3 separate regions of the Mus musculus genome follow, and regions 2 and 3 are each linked to region 1. Evidence: chromatin contacts called from public HiChIP or PLAC-seq data. All regions are on one chromosome and are shown on one strand. The core of a region is the stretch at or near the end of the contact, and the rest is flanking DNA. Distances in the headings are between cores, read along the strand shown. Region 1 holds the start of Chmp6 (charged multivesicular body protein 6). Region 2 has its middle 20 kb from the start of 2810410L24Rik. Region 3 overlaps Rptor (regulatory associated protein of MTOR, complex 1).

Region 1 (3,761 bases), core at 364-2,863:
GCTTCAGTTGCTGGGGAGAGAGCAAGAGTGCAGGCTGGTCAGCGGGTCCTTCTGCCAGGCGCTCACCAGCATGGTCAGGAAGGGCCAGGTAACCCTGCCCAGCAGTGGCCTCTGCCACCCAAAGATATGGAGCAACATCCAGAAACATCCCCAGCCTTACAATGCAGTTGCAACTGGCCTGCCCCAAGCCAAGGCCCACTGTGCCGAGGAGGAGACTTTCATCCTCTTCAGTCACAGGAGGATGAGGCTGTGATCAGCCTGAACTCTGTGGGTCACTGCTGTGGCCACCAGGCCCTGGGAGGCTCAAATGTAACAAAGGGTCTGAAGTTGACATCTTCTGCCTCCCCCTCCCCAGCCACTAGCCAAGTGCGCTCAGTCCTCCTGTTCAGCCCATTTCTGTTCTGTGTCCAAATGCCGACCCTTCAGGCGGAGCCATGATGAACAGGTACAGGCCCTGGGCACATGTCACACACAGAATGAAACCCTGAGGCAGACTATTTCAAGTGAAGGCCATGGGCACCTTTAAGGTTTAGTTAGTGAGAAACCATTCACCATAGACTGTAGGTTACCTAGGAGAACAGGCTAGCTGGGGAGCTCTGCTAGCGTGTTTTGTGTGTGTGTGTGTGTTTGAGCATGGGCCTGGGTGTGGTTCTGGGTCTCCCACCTTCACCCAGTGTCCTCTACAGGGTCTGCCCCACGGTGGGCATCAACTGCATGACAGAGAGTGCTCACTATTTCCACCCTTTAGGTTTGGAGACCTTGAGTTAGGCTACCCATGCTCTTCTCGGGTGGTTATTTCTGCCAGCTGTTTACAAAGCATCAGGCATCTTGCCTGGGGAGACAGGGGCACCAAATGGAGCTGCAGGATGGCCAGACTGTGCCTCTGGAGACCAAGCAATCTGAGCAGGTCAGGCAGTGGCAGCAGCAGCACCTGGAGCTAGGCACTTTCCTTCCTGGTGCCTGGCGCTCTGGGACTGTTCAGATGTGTGCTTGACAGTGGTGTCCTGAGCCTCCGAATTCCACAGAGGAGCAGACAAGGTGTGTCCTGTCCGCAGGACCCACCTCTGTGACAGTTTTACTTAGAGATGGAGGGCGGTGTCCTGAGACACGAGTGTCTCGGGGGCTTCCAGCTCACACAGAGGCTGCAGAGATGGGGGACGAGCACCCTTTCCCAGTAAGAATCACGCTGAGACTTTTAGTGAAAGCCACGCCCACGGGATCTTTATCTGGGGGCTTTTTCTAGGAACTTTCAATAACTTATGGCTTGGGATTCCAAGGCCAAGGCCACAGGCTTCCTTCCTGGCACCTTCTCTCACGGATCGGCGCTCAGCCCCGAGACACAATCCCGGTCTTTCCGGGCCGAGCCGGGGCTGGTCCAGGAGTCTGCAGCTGGGCGCGCCATGGCACCGGAAGCGCGGCCCGCTCCGCTTCCCGCCTCAGTTTCCCCCACGGGGCCCGGCCCCCTGCCCGCCGTAGGCCCCTCACCAGGATGGCCCTGTCCTGTTCGGTGACTCGGCTCTGCTTCTTGCGGCCGAACAGGTTGCCCATGGCGGCCCCGCGCCGGCCGGCCGAACCCGTCGCAGCCGCCGCTCTGCGGCCACCGTACTCCGCCCGACCTACGGCGGCCGCGCGGAGCCACGCGCCTCAGAACGCGAAGCAGCTTCGTCCCTAGCGCAGCGCACCGCTGGACTTACTAGGCGATGCGAACGCCCTCCCTCGGCCTTTCAGCTAATCAGATGGGACTGTGATTAATTCAGAGCACCTCACAGGAGTGAGCCTAAATCAGGCTTCCTGACTTTCAAAACCGCCCAGCCGACGCCCCCCTCCCCGCTGGCGCAGAACATACACACACCCAGTGTTTTGGACCTACAAGTGCTTGCTGAGAAGTGTGCACCAGCGTTCACCTGCCATTCGGCGCTGTCACCTTCGTCCCCTAGTTTCCTCACTGTGGACAGTCCTTAGGCTACCGTTGAGTCAGCCCGGTTGCTGGGACTGACACACTAACCCCAGGGATTCTCTGATCACACCTGCCCTCTGTAGGCCCTTGGTGAGTCAGGGGGCGGGGACAAGACACTCATGAGTGGGGCTCTACACCCTAACAGCCCCAAAAAGGGCGCCACTGTCCTGAATTCAATGCCTTTGCTAGGAGGGGAGTTCTCCTTCCCCACGGCAATCATCCGGGTAATATCCCTTCGGGAGGCAGACAGTACAAGCAGCTGGGCCAATTACTAAGCATTCTTGTTCATTTACACCTTTCTGAACGAAGGGCTCAGTCTTAGCCTCAGGCTCAACACATTATGAATCCAGTAAAGCCAGTGGCTATCCCTCGGCAGGCAGCTTCTTCTGATTCCTGAACTGCCTGCATTTTCCCTTCCCCCACCCCCAACTCCTTCAGTAAACAAGGGCAGAAGGCATGGAGGGGGCTTTCCGGTGTCGCAGCAGTGGCTCTTGTGACTCCTTAGGCATAAGAGGCTCCCAGTCTTGACTTGGTTTTAAGAACAGCACGAGAGGCTGAGAGTAAAGTCCATGGTAAGGACTTGGGGCAGGCTCTGGCTACCAGACCTAGGGTTCTAGCTCCTTCTGTCACTTAGAAGCAGTTTCTAGAGGTTGGTTTTTTTGTTTTGATTTGATTCCAAGGGGCCTTCTAACTAGCCAGGAACCCTTTATCCCAGGGTTCTCTGTACAGTCAGCTGCCCTAATCGGGCTCAGCCACTGACTTTGATGGTTAGCTGTCATATCTTAGTCTCCAATGCTCTGTGGGCCAACTGGCCCCATAAAATCGCAGTAATGGTACCCTGTCCCTGTGGTCAACATGACTATAAAGGGCAGTACTGGGGCAGAACTTACTAGAAGGCTGGAGCTTCCGACCTGTGTGGTTCTCATGCCCTAACCAAGGGCATGTTCAGGGGTGTGGGACAGAGGTCTTGTGCAGGTCCAGGGTATCTCTGGCTGGTTTGGGACTTGCTATGCAGACCAAGATGGCCTTGAAATCACCCACTTTCTCTGTCCACTCTTGTCTACTCCGTGCTAGGATGCCCTGACATCCCAGAGTCACTAACTGAGGCCCAGTCTGTCAAGCAACAGCCCACAGTACCCAGTGCCTTGCTGGCTGCAACCATTTAGCTAGGAGTATTTATTGCCCAGGGAGGGTTCTGTTTCTACCATAACACTCTGGAAGCGCTTCCACACATTCTTCCTAGTTCTCTGCCAATACAGAGCTGGAAATGTCTGAATTCTTTCCGTCTGTAAGCCAGGATTTGGCAACTATGGCCCGTGAGTCAAACCGGTTTGATCTCCCCTCTCCTTTTTATACAGCCTACAAGCTAAGAATAAATATGGTTTTAAAATTTACTTACTTATTTTAAAGATATTTTCCTCTCTCTGTAGCCCTGGCTGTCCTAGAACTCACTCTGTAGACCAAGCTGGCCTTGAACTCCCAGAGATCTGCTTCCCTTTGCCTCCCTTTGCTGGGATTAAAGATGTGAGCCATCATGCCCAGTAAGTTTTCTGTATTTTAAAAGGATTCTCTCTCTTTCTCTCTCTCTCTGTCTGTCTCTGTGTCTCTTTCTCTGTCTCTCTGTCTCTCTCTCTCTGTGTGTGTGTGTGTGTGTGTGTGTGTGTGTGTGTGTGTGTGTGTGTGTGTGTCTGTTATGGCTTATTTATTTATTTATTTATTTTGGTTTTTTGAGGCAGGGTTTCTCTGTATAGCCCTGGCTGTCCTGGAACTCACTTTGTAGACCAGGCTGGCCTCGAACTCAGAA
Region 2 (3,761 bases), core at 494-2,993, 300 kb before region 1:
TGAAAAAACCAAAACAAAGTTGTGGCTAGGGCAGGCAAGACCAAGCAGGAAATAGAGATGTGTGTTGGCAAATCCCTGCAGAAGCACACAGGACTTAGGTGCTACCAAGCCAGATGATCTGAATTGGAGCACAGAGTTTAAGAAGAGAACAGACCCCAGCAAGTTGTTCTCTGAGCTCCACACACTCTATTACACACCCCCATAAATAAATGAGAGAAAAACTGTGGCTTTACGTATATATGTAAATAAATTTATACAATTCACATTTTAGCCATTTTAAGAGATGTGTGTGTGTGTGTGTGTGTGTGTGTGTGTGTATATTTGTTTTGGCCAGGGCAGGGCTCGAGAGACAGCTCGACAGTTAAGACGCAAGCACTTTTACCTAGTGCACCCCCTGACCAAGCTCCCCTTTTAACCTCTCTCTCTCTCTCTCTTTCTCTCTCCCTTTCCTTAATTCCTCTATCTACCCCCCCCCCAACCCCCAGTGCTAAGAATGGAATGGAACCTGAGTGTGGCTTCATTCATAGGAAGTAAGCTGCCTATCCCTGAGCTACATCCCAGATCTACATTTTTTTTTGTTTTATTTAGTTTTTAATCAAAAAGTTTGAAGAACAGGGGGTTGGAGAGGTGGCTCAGCACTTAAGAGCACTGGCTGCTCTTCCGGAAGCCCCGAGTTCAGTTCTGAGCAACCACATGGCAGGTCACAATCTGATGCCCTCTTCTGGTGTCCAGACATACGTGCAGACAAAGCATTTGTGTACATAAAATACATAAATAAACTTTAAAAAAAATTTGAGGGGGCTGCAGAGATGGCTCAGCGGTTAAGAGCACTGACTGCTCTTTCAGAGGTCCTGAATTCAAATCCCAGCAACCACATGGTGGCTCAACCATCCATAATGAGATCTGACACCCTCTTCTGGGATGTCTGAAGACAGTACTTACATATAAAAATAAATAAATAAATCTAAAAAAAAATTGAAGGACATAAAAGATTGTAAAGGACAGGAAGCATCCAGGTGTGCAGTCTCCCCCCACCCCCCACCCCCCACCCCACCCCCCAGGAATGCCTATCAGCACGATGGTATACTTGGCTTTGCTAGCGATGGTACGCAGCCCACCTGAGTGGCTCAGGATTTTGAAGATTTTTTTTCCTTTGCTTCCTTGTGTCCTGTGTTCCACATGATCCCCCTGTGGTCATCTTCTAGGTTGCCACCTCCTTCAACCCCCTCACTGCAGGCTCTGTGCTGGATTCCAGGCCAGCCGTGGTGAACCAGTCCCTGGGTGCCTTCCTTCATAACTTCTTGTATGGGTTGAGCTTGGCAGATTGCATCCTCGTGGTAAAGCTGCTGGGTGTCAACGCTGAGTCTCTGGGGTGAATGTGACTGGACAGAGGCCCTGAGAAGTCTTGCCAGCTTGTCTCATACCTACATGGGAGGACTGGGACTGGCGCTTAAAAGAAAGTGCAGGCCACTGGTCACAGCTCCCAGGAGAGCAGTCTCCTGTATACTATAGCACAGCCTTGGCTTGGCTCTTGCAAGCAGAAGTCCACACCCAGTCTTGCCCACTGAGAAGCAACGGAGCAGGGTGCCTAGACTTCAGGAATGTGTGCCTACGGTGGTGGGAAAGCTCTGTGTACTCCCTGAGTGTATTGATGGACATGCAATTAACCCGCCTGTGGTTATGTGGGCAACTGAACTGGAACGGGAAGTTAGTGTAGAAACTGGGGCCTTTCAAGTTATGACAAATTCACCAAACACACGAACCCATGAACAGGGAGAGTGGCGTGGCCTCTGTCAGAGAGCTGAGTCTGCTTCAGCCCAGCGGACAAAGCCCCTTCTAGCCTTTCTTTGAGGCCAGGGCCCAGACCCGTTCCCTGTAGAGGCAGTTCGGGTTTAGTAAGACTCTAGCAGAGAGACTCTAGTGTAGGTCTCCTGCAGACACTGGTGAGTCTTTTAGTGTCAACACTTTTTGCTATTCTTTTCGGACTCCAGATGCTAGAATAGGCTTGAAGCTGCTAAAAACCCCATCAGGAACCCGGCTGGTCCCTGACAGGAGAGTAAATTCTGGAACCCCCCAAGCTCTCCTGGTGTGGCAATACCTAGGGACTTGTGTTTGTGTGGGAAAAATGGACCTGAACTGGTTATAAGGACCCAAGCTCACTCGACTGCTATTGTCTTTTTTTTTTTTAACATTTTATTTCTTTAATGTCTGAGTGCTCTGCTGCATATACATCCACCTGCCAGAAGAGGGCAGCAGATCCCCCCTTATAGATGGTTGTGAGCCACCATGTGGTTGCTGGGAATTGAACTCAGGACCTCTGGAAGAGCAGTCAGTGCTCTTATCCACTGAGCCATCTCTCCAGCCCGACTGCTCTTGTCTTAAGTTGTATGGGAAGGAAGGTTTTATGATTGTCTGAGACCTAGGTGTCATGATAGCAGGAGAATCTCGAGTTTAGGTCCAGCCTGGGCTACACAATAAGGCAGTATCTCAAAATAAATAACTAATAAAATGGGCTAATGGGGCTGGTGAGATGGCTCAGTGGGTAAGAGCACCCGACTGCTCTTCCGAAGGTCCAGAGTTCAAATCCCAGCAACCACATGGTGGCTCACAACCATCCACAACAAGATCTGACTCCCTCGTCTGGAGTGTCTGAAGACAGCTACAGTGTACTTACATATAATAAATAAATAAATCTTTAAAAATAAAATAAAATAAAATAAAATAAAATAAAATAAAATGGGCTAATAACTACTAAAGTTGGAACCACAGCCTCCCAATAGGGGGATACGTACAGGAGATTGATTGAGGTAGGGCCTCTGCTCAGACCTCCTCTTGTCAGTAAGAATCTGAGCCTAAAAGGTCCTCCTCTTGCTTGAACCACTGACCGTTCCTGGTCTAGCACAGCTTTGAAGGGAGGCTTCAGCTGACCCCTGAGGATCTACATGAGTAGGAGAAGGTCTAACTCCAGTGCTCTCCAGCCAACTGAAGCTGTCCCTCCACAGCTGGACAGCTCTCCAAAAGGACTGAAGAAGAAATGTGATGAACAGAAGTAACCTGCTGCTATGGAGAAGCACCGAGTCCCTAAAGAGGGCTCCTACCTCTCTAGCTGGAGTAGGCCGGAGTTTTACCTTCTGAAAAGCCCCTGCTGCAGCTGCTCCCATTGCTCTTTAGGTAATGGCCTTGGTCTCTAGATTGAACCTGGATCCAAGCCCAGATGTCCCGAGAGACAGTTGCAGGCCTTGGGGGCTCATCATAAACATGGGTCCTGACTACTTTAGATTCTCTCTCTCTCTCTGGGCTACATAGTTCTAGAACAAGAAGTTTGGTGAGACATGAGCACACACACACAGACAGAAAGAGAGACAGACAGAGAGGCAGAGAGGCAGACAGAGACAGAGAGATAGAGACATACACACACAGAGAAGCAGACAGACAGACAGACACAGAGATAGACAGACAGAGAGACAGAGATAGACAGAAAAGACAGAGATGAAAAAGACAGACACAGATGGAGAAAGAGAGACAGAGACGTACACAGAGAGGCAGACAGACAGACACACAGATAGATAGAGAGACAGAGACAGACAGAGAGAAAAGACAGAGATGAAAGAGACAGACAGAGACGGAGAGTCAAAGACAGAGATGAGACAGACAGAGAGAAATAGCCAGAGATTGATTCTGAGACTGACATGGTGCCCCCAGTACCTGTGTCTTTGGGAACAGGGTCCTCAGGCTATAACCCAAGGTTAAGGTAGAGGAAC
Region 3 (3,761 bases), core at 379-2,878, 270 kb after region 1:
CGGAGAAGCCTTGGTATCCCACGCACATGCCTAGGAAGAAAAGCTACTGTGCTAGGCAGGACATCCTGCACTGTGCCCACATCTTAGGCTGTGTGACACCCACTCTGATGGCCAGAAAGGAAGCAATGACTCTTGCAACTCTGTAACATCTGTAAATGTTCTAGAACTGCAGCATGAGAAACTAAAGCCAGAGAGATACAAGCGTGTTCCCCACACTGGCCAGAATGATGGAATAAAGTAAAACTCTACCTTATCCTGCAGGTCCATCTAAGATCCCACTGTGAGAATCAATTTCACTCTCTTCAGAACAGCTTCATGACCTCAAGATCCAAAGCAATGGAGAATATACAGGGGAGGGTGGCTGAAAATATGAAATATGAAATACTAAAGTAGTGCCTGGTTGACAGTGGTGACAAAGCTGACTGCACTGAAGCATCAGGTGTTTGTTTATACAGGACCAAGACAAACACACTTAAGATAGAGAGCATTGATTGCATCGCCAGCTCACTGTTTATATACCACCAGCTTACTATGGTCCATACTTAAAAAGGAAGAAAAAGAAAAAACGAAAGACAAAATCCATAGGGAAAAGAACAAAACACAAACAGGTGATTCCCCAAGAAGAAAGCTCAAGTGGGCAGCATCCACAAGGCCTGCCTGAAAGATCGCATGCAGCTCAAGGGATAAGAAGAGCTTTCCGTGCAGCCTCAAGGACCGGCAGGTACAGGGGCGCCCGAGGGCTGGAGCTTTCTGGACATGGAGCAGCTACCGATGCCTCGGGCGAAATTTCGTCAGCAACAGTTTGGCCTAGAAGAGTCCACACTGCACAGCTCCATTCCAGGAACAGCAACCACATACTGAGAGCCTATCTGCAAAGGTGCAGCTGCTCGGTGCAATGGTTCCTGAGAAAATAAACGTGCACCCGCAGGCCAGGCTACTGCACTTCCTAACAAAGAAATGAAAACTAACATTCAGAGAAAAAAGTACATAAGTGCTCGCAGCAGCTTTATTCATGACTGAAGCAACCCAAATGTCCTTCGGTGAATAAGCAGTTACACAACGGCAGTTTCATCTACGCCACAGACAATACTTGGCAATAAGAGGGACAAATGATGTGCAATGTGGATGAAACTCTGGGGAATTCAAGAGTGAAAAAGCCAACTGCAAAAAGTGAGATGCTACACCGCTCAGCTACACAACATTCTTGAAATGACAAACGACCCATGCCTGCCCAGCTGAGAAGCGTGTGCAACTGAGAACAAAGAGGGCTCTGGAGTGGATTGCCAATGTCTGTGTCAAGACCAGGGCTGTGACGCTATGGGACAGCTTTTGGCTTAAGGCTTTGGTTTGAGATGGTCTCATTGTATAGTTCACATTGGCCTGAATTCCCAATCTTCCTGCCTCGGCCCCATCAGTGCTGAGCTGCCCCCATAGCTGCTGCCACACTAGCTTCCCAGTCGAGAAGAAAGGTGCACAGGGTTTTCACTGTTGGTTAAACTGTATGACTCTCTAGCCATCTTAAATAAAAAGCTTATTTTAAAATAGAGAAGTGGTTGATCTTTCCTATTTGCATAGCTGTAAACTGAAGCATGATTAGTGACTAAGCCTGTGCCCAGTGACAACTTAGTGATGAGTGACAACTCCCAACACCAGAGCTCTGGCAGCATCAGTGAAATAGGGACCAAACTACAAGACACATTAACCACCGTCGGTAAAACATCACTCACTTCTTTTAAAGTCACTAGGCCGGGTACGGGAGAGTGTGATACCAGCACTGGGGGGAATGAGGCAAAATGGTCACAAATTTAGTTAATGTTATAAGACTCCTTTAAAAGAAGAAGAAAGGAGGAGGAGGAAGAGGAGGAAGAGGAGGAGGAAAAGGAAGAAGAGGAGGAGGAGGAAGAGGAGGAAGAGGAGGAGGAGGAGGAAGAAGAAGAAGAAGACAACGACGACGACAACGACCACCACCCTGCTCAACTGGTGTTTTGCTTAGCACCCACCTAAGAATGGATCACAACAGGAACAAGTTAGGAAACTTGAGAAGTCACAATGAGCCAGTTTAACACATCTCTGAAACTATCCCTAACCTAATGGTGACATTTCTGTTGCAGTGGGCAGCACACAGTCAGGCATCAAGAATCTGTCAACCCCACAGGCTTTTATTCTGCAGCCACAAAATTGTGTCATCAGCAGCCCAGCTCCTGGGGCAATTTTCTGCTTCTTTGCCTCTTCCATTCAAAGACTAGCTCATTATTTTGTTTAATGACTATTATCTAAATTTATGAAGACTGAGAAAATTACTTTAACTACTTTTGTAATGCAAATATATTTTATAGGTTCTTAATATTTAATTACAATTCATTGGTGCTCTCACTAAAGCAACTCCCAGGCAGCATTTAGTGTCGACACAGAACATCAGCTAGGGAAGTTCGGTTCTAGCCCATTACTTCACACAAAATTCTAAAGAATTCTAAAGTTTTTTCTTCCCCAATATATCTGCTACTTCTCTCAGTGAGAACAACTTAGCACACATCCGTGCGAGCTAGTGCGACTGTCTGACGGGGTGACACACATTTGCTGACTCCTCTGTGCCTTAGAGTGAGACAGCAATGCATATGGAAGTCAGTCAGGCGCTACCTGGAGCCAACGTGAACCACCCACTGCAGCTGCAGTGGCTTCTGGAAAGCTCCCTCCCCTACAGGAAGGTTGGCTCACCAAGCCCCAACTACATACAACACAGACATGCTGAACCCCCTTGCCTGCCTTCTGTAGCCAAGAGTTCTGGTACAAGCCAGGCAGAGATGTACCCATGACAAGCACCCAGCTAAGTCTCTAAGGAACCTTTTAGGGTGACCCCACTTCATGTGTGTGGCCCTAACTTACTGCTGGGAAGCTTTGAGCCGTTCTAGGTGACTACACGGGAAGAGCACCCTAGGAAGTTCATGGCTGACTTGCTGCATGACCTCACCATACACACCTGGTCCCCAGGCTGGTTTTATCCACCATCCTCTCACTAACAGTAAACCAGCCCACTGTGTCTTTAGGGAATCATCAAATCGAGGAATAAAGGGCTGAGAGGTCTTAGAAACTTGGATCCAACACCATAACTGTACAACAAGCAATAATCAACTTCCTCACCATCGCTCCTAAAACTCTTCAAAAGAGGCAGCAGCCCCAGCAATTACCAGCTTCCCACTCAGTGCACGTTAACGCTGATTACAAAGCACACCTGCCGCTAGATCTGACGCTCTGGGTAATGCACAGCTGTAGGACTACTCCTCATCTACTTCAATGTCTCCTTGATAGGTTTCTCTTGGCTTGACAAGAAGACAAATTAGATTTTAAATTATTTTCAATTTTACTCAACAGAGTCCATAGGTCAGATGGTCTGGGTAAAAGTGAAAGTATTCTTGTGGAATGAGATGTTTTCATGACAGGGAACGCAGTGACTATAGAGCTGGGGATGCAGTCTAGCTGGTAGAGTTAGTACGTACGAAACCTTGGGCTCAACCCCCAGCATCACACCCAAACCTGGTGTCACACTGCGCACCTGTTCAGGAGAATCAGAAATTCAAGTTCAGCCAGGTGGTGGCGGCTTTAATCCCAGTGCTTGGGAGGCAGAGGCAGGTGGATCTCTGTGCATTCCAGTCAAGCATGGTCTACATAGCAAGTTCCAGGACAGCCAAGGCTACACAGAGAAACCCTGCTTCGAACAATCTAGGGGAGGGGTAAGGAAAGGAGGGGAAAGAGAGAGAGGAATT

What was found. HiChIP or PLAC-seq counts read pairs in DNA pulled down with a chosen protein or histone mark.
Region 2: a contact with region 1 is called in a FOXA1 HiChIP or PLAC-seq map of pancreatic cancer cells. The contact joins the enhancer-like site here to the promoter of Chmp6 in region 1. A contact is called at or near these places in 1 of 39 promoter capture datasets (cranial neural crest), 14 of 484 Hi-C or Micro-C datasets (all in embryonic stem cells), 5 of 115 datasets of contacts at active chromatin or transcription factors (embryonic stem cells, microglia and pancreatic cancer cells) and 1 of 9 other capture datasets (embryonic stem cells).
Region 3: a contact with region 1 is called in an H3K4me3 HiChIP or PLAC-seq map of bone marrow-derived macrophages, with 4 times the contacts expected there. The contact joins the enhancer-like site here to the promoter of Chmp6 in region 1. A contact is called at or near these places in 5 of 39 promoter capture datasets (the SN4741 cell line, embryonic stem cells, liver and 2 more), 4 of 15 datasets of contacts at CTCF or cohesin (the NIH/3T3 cell line, embryonic stem cells and large pre-B cells), 49 of 484 Hi-C or Micro-C datasets (B cells, the G1E-ER4 cell line, the HL-1 cell line and 30 more), 9 of 115 datasets of contacts at active chromatin or transcription factors (bone marrow-derived dendritic cells, bone marrow-derived macrophages, differentiating embryonic stem cells and 4 more) and 3 of 9 other capture datasets (adipose tissue, macrophages and pancreatic islet).

Annotation. Positions count from the first base shown.
Region 1 is chr11:119,911,662-119,915,422 of GRCm38.p6, reverse strand. It overlaps Chmp6 (charged multivesicular body protein 6), which reads right to left and starts at 1,613. Exons shown (of 8, transcript NM_001085498.2): 1 at 1,486-1,613; 2 at 1-10. The coding sequence starts at 1,548. Gm39485 (a long non-coding RNA gene) reads left to right here and starts at 1,611. Exons shown (of 3, transcript XR_003949830.1): 1 at 1,611-2,047.
Region 2 is chr11:120,207,528-120,211,288 of GRCm38.p6, reverse strand. No RefSeq gene overlaps it. Among named protein-coding and RNA genes, the nearest start is that of 2810410L24Rik, 20 kb to the right of the region's middle. Within about 2 kb of position 1,743, at least 37 of the 459 cell types and tissues checked have an H3K27ac peak or open chromatin away from gene starts, as enhancers often do. A contact at or near this core is called in pancreatic cancer cells, where this site is marked.
Region 3 is chr11:119,638,033-119,641,793 of GRCm38.p6, reverse strand. The region is part of intron 1 of Rptor (regulatory associated protein of MTOR, complex 1); the gene reads right to left. Among named protein-coding and RNA genes, the nearest start is that of Rptor, 37 kb to the right of the region's middle. Within about 2 kb of position 1,628, at least 16 of the 459 cell types and tissues checked have an H3K27ac peak or open chromatin away from gene starts, as enhancers often do. A contact at or near this core is called in bone marrow-derived macrophages, where this site is marked.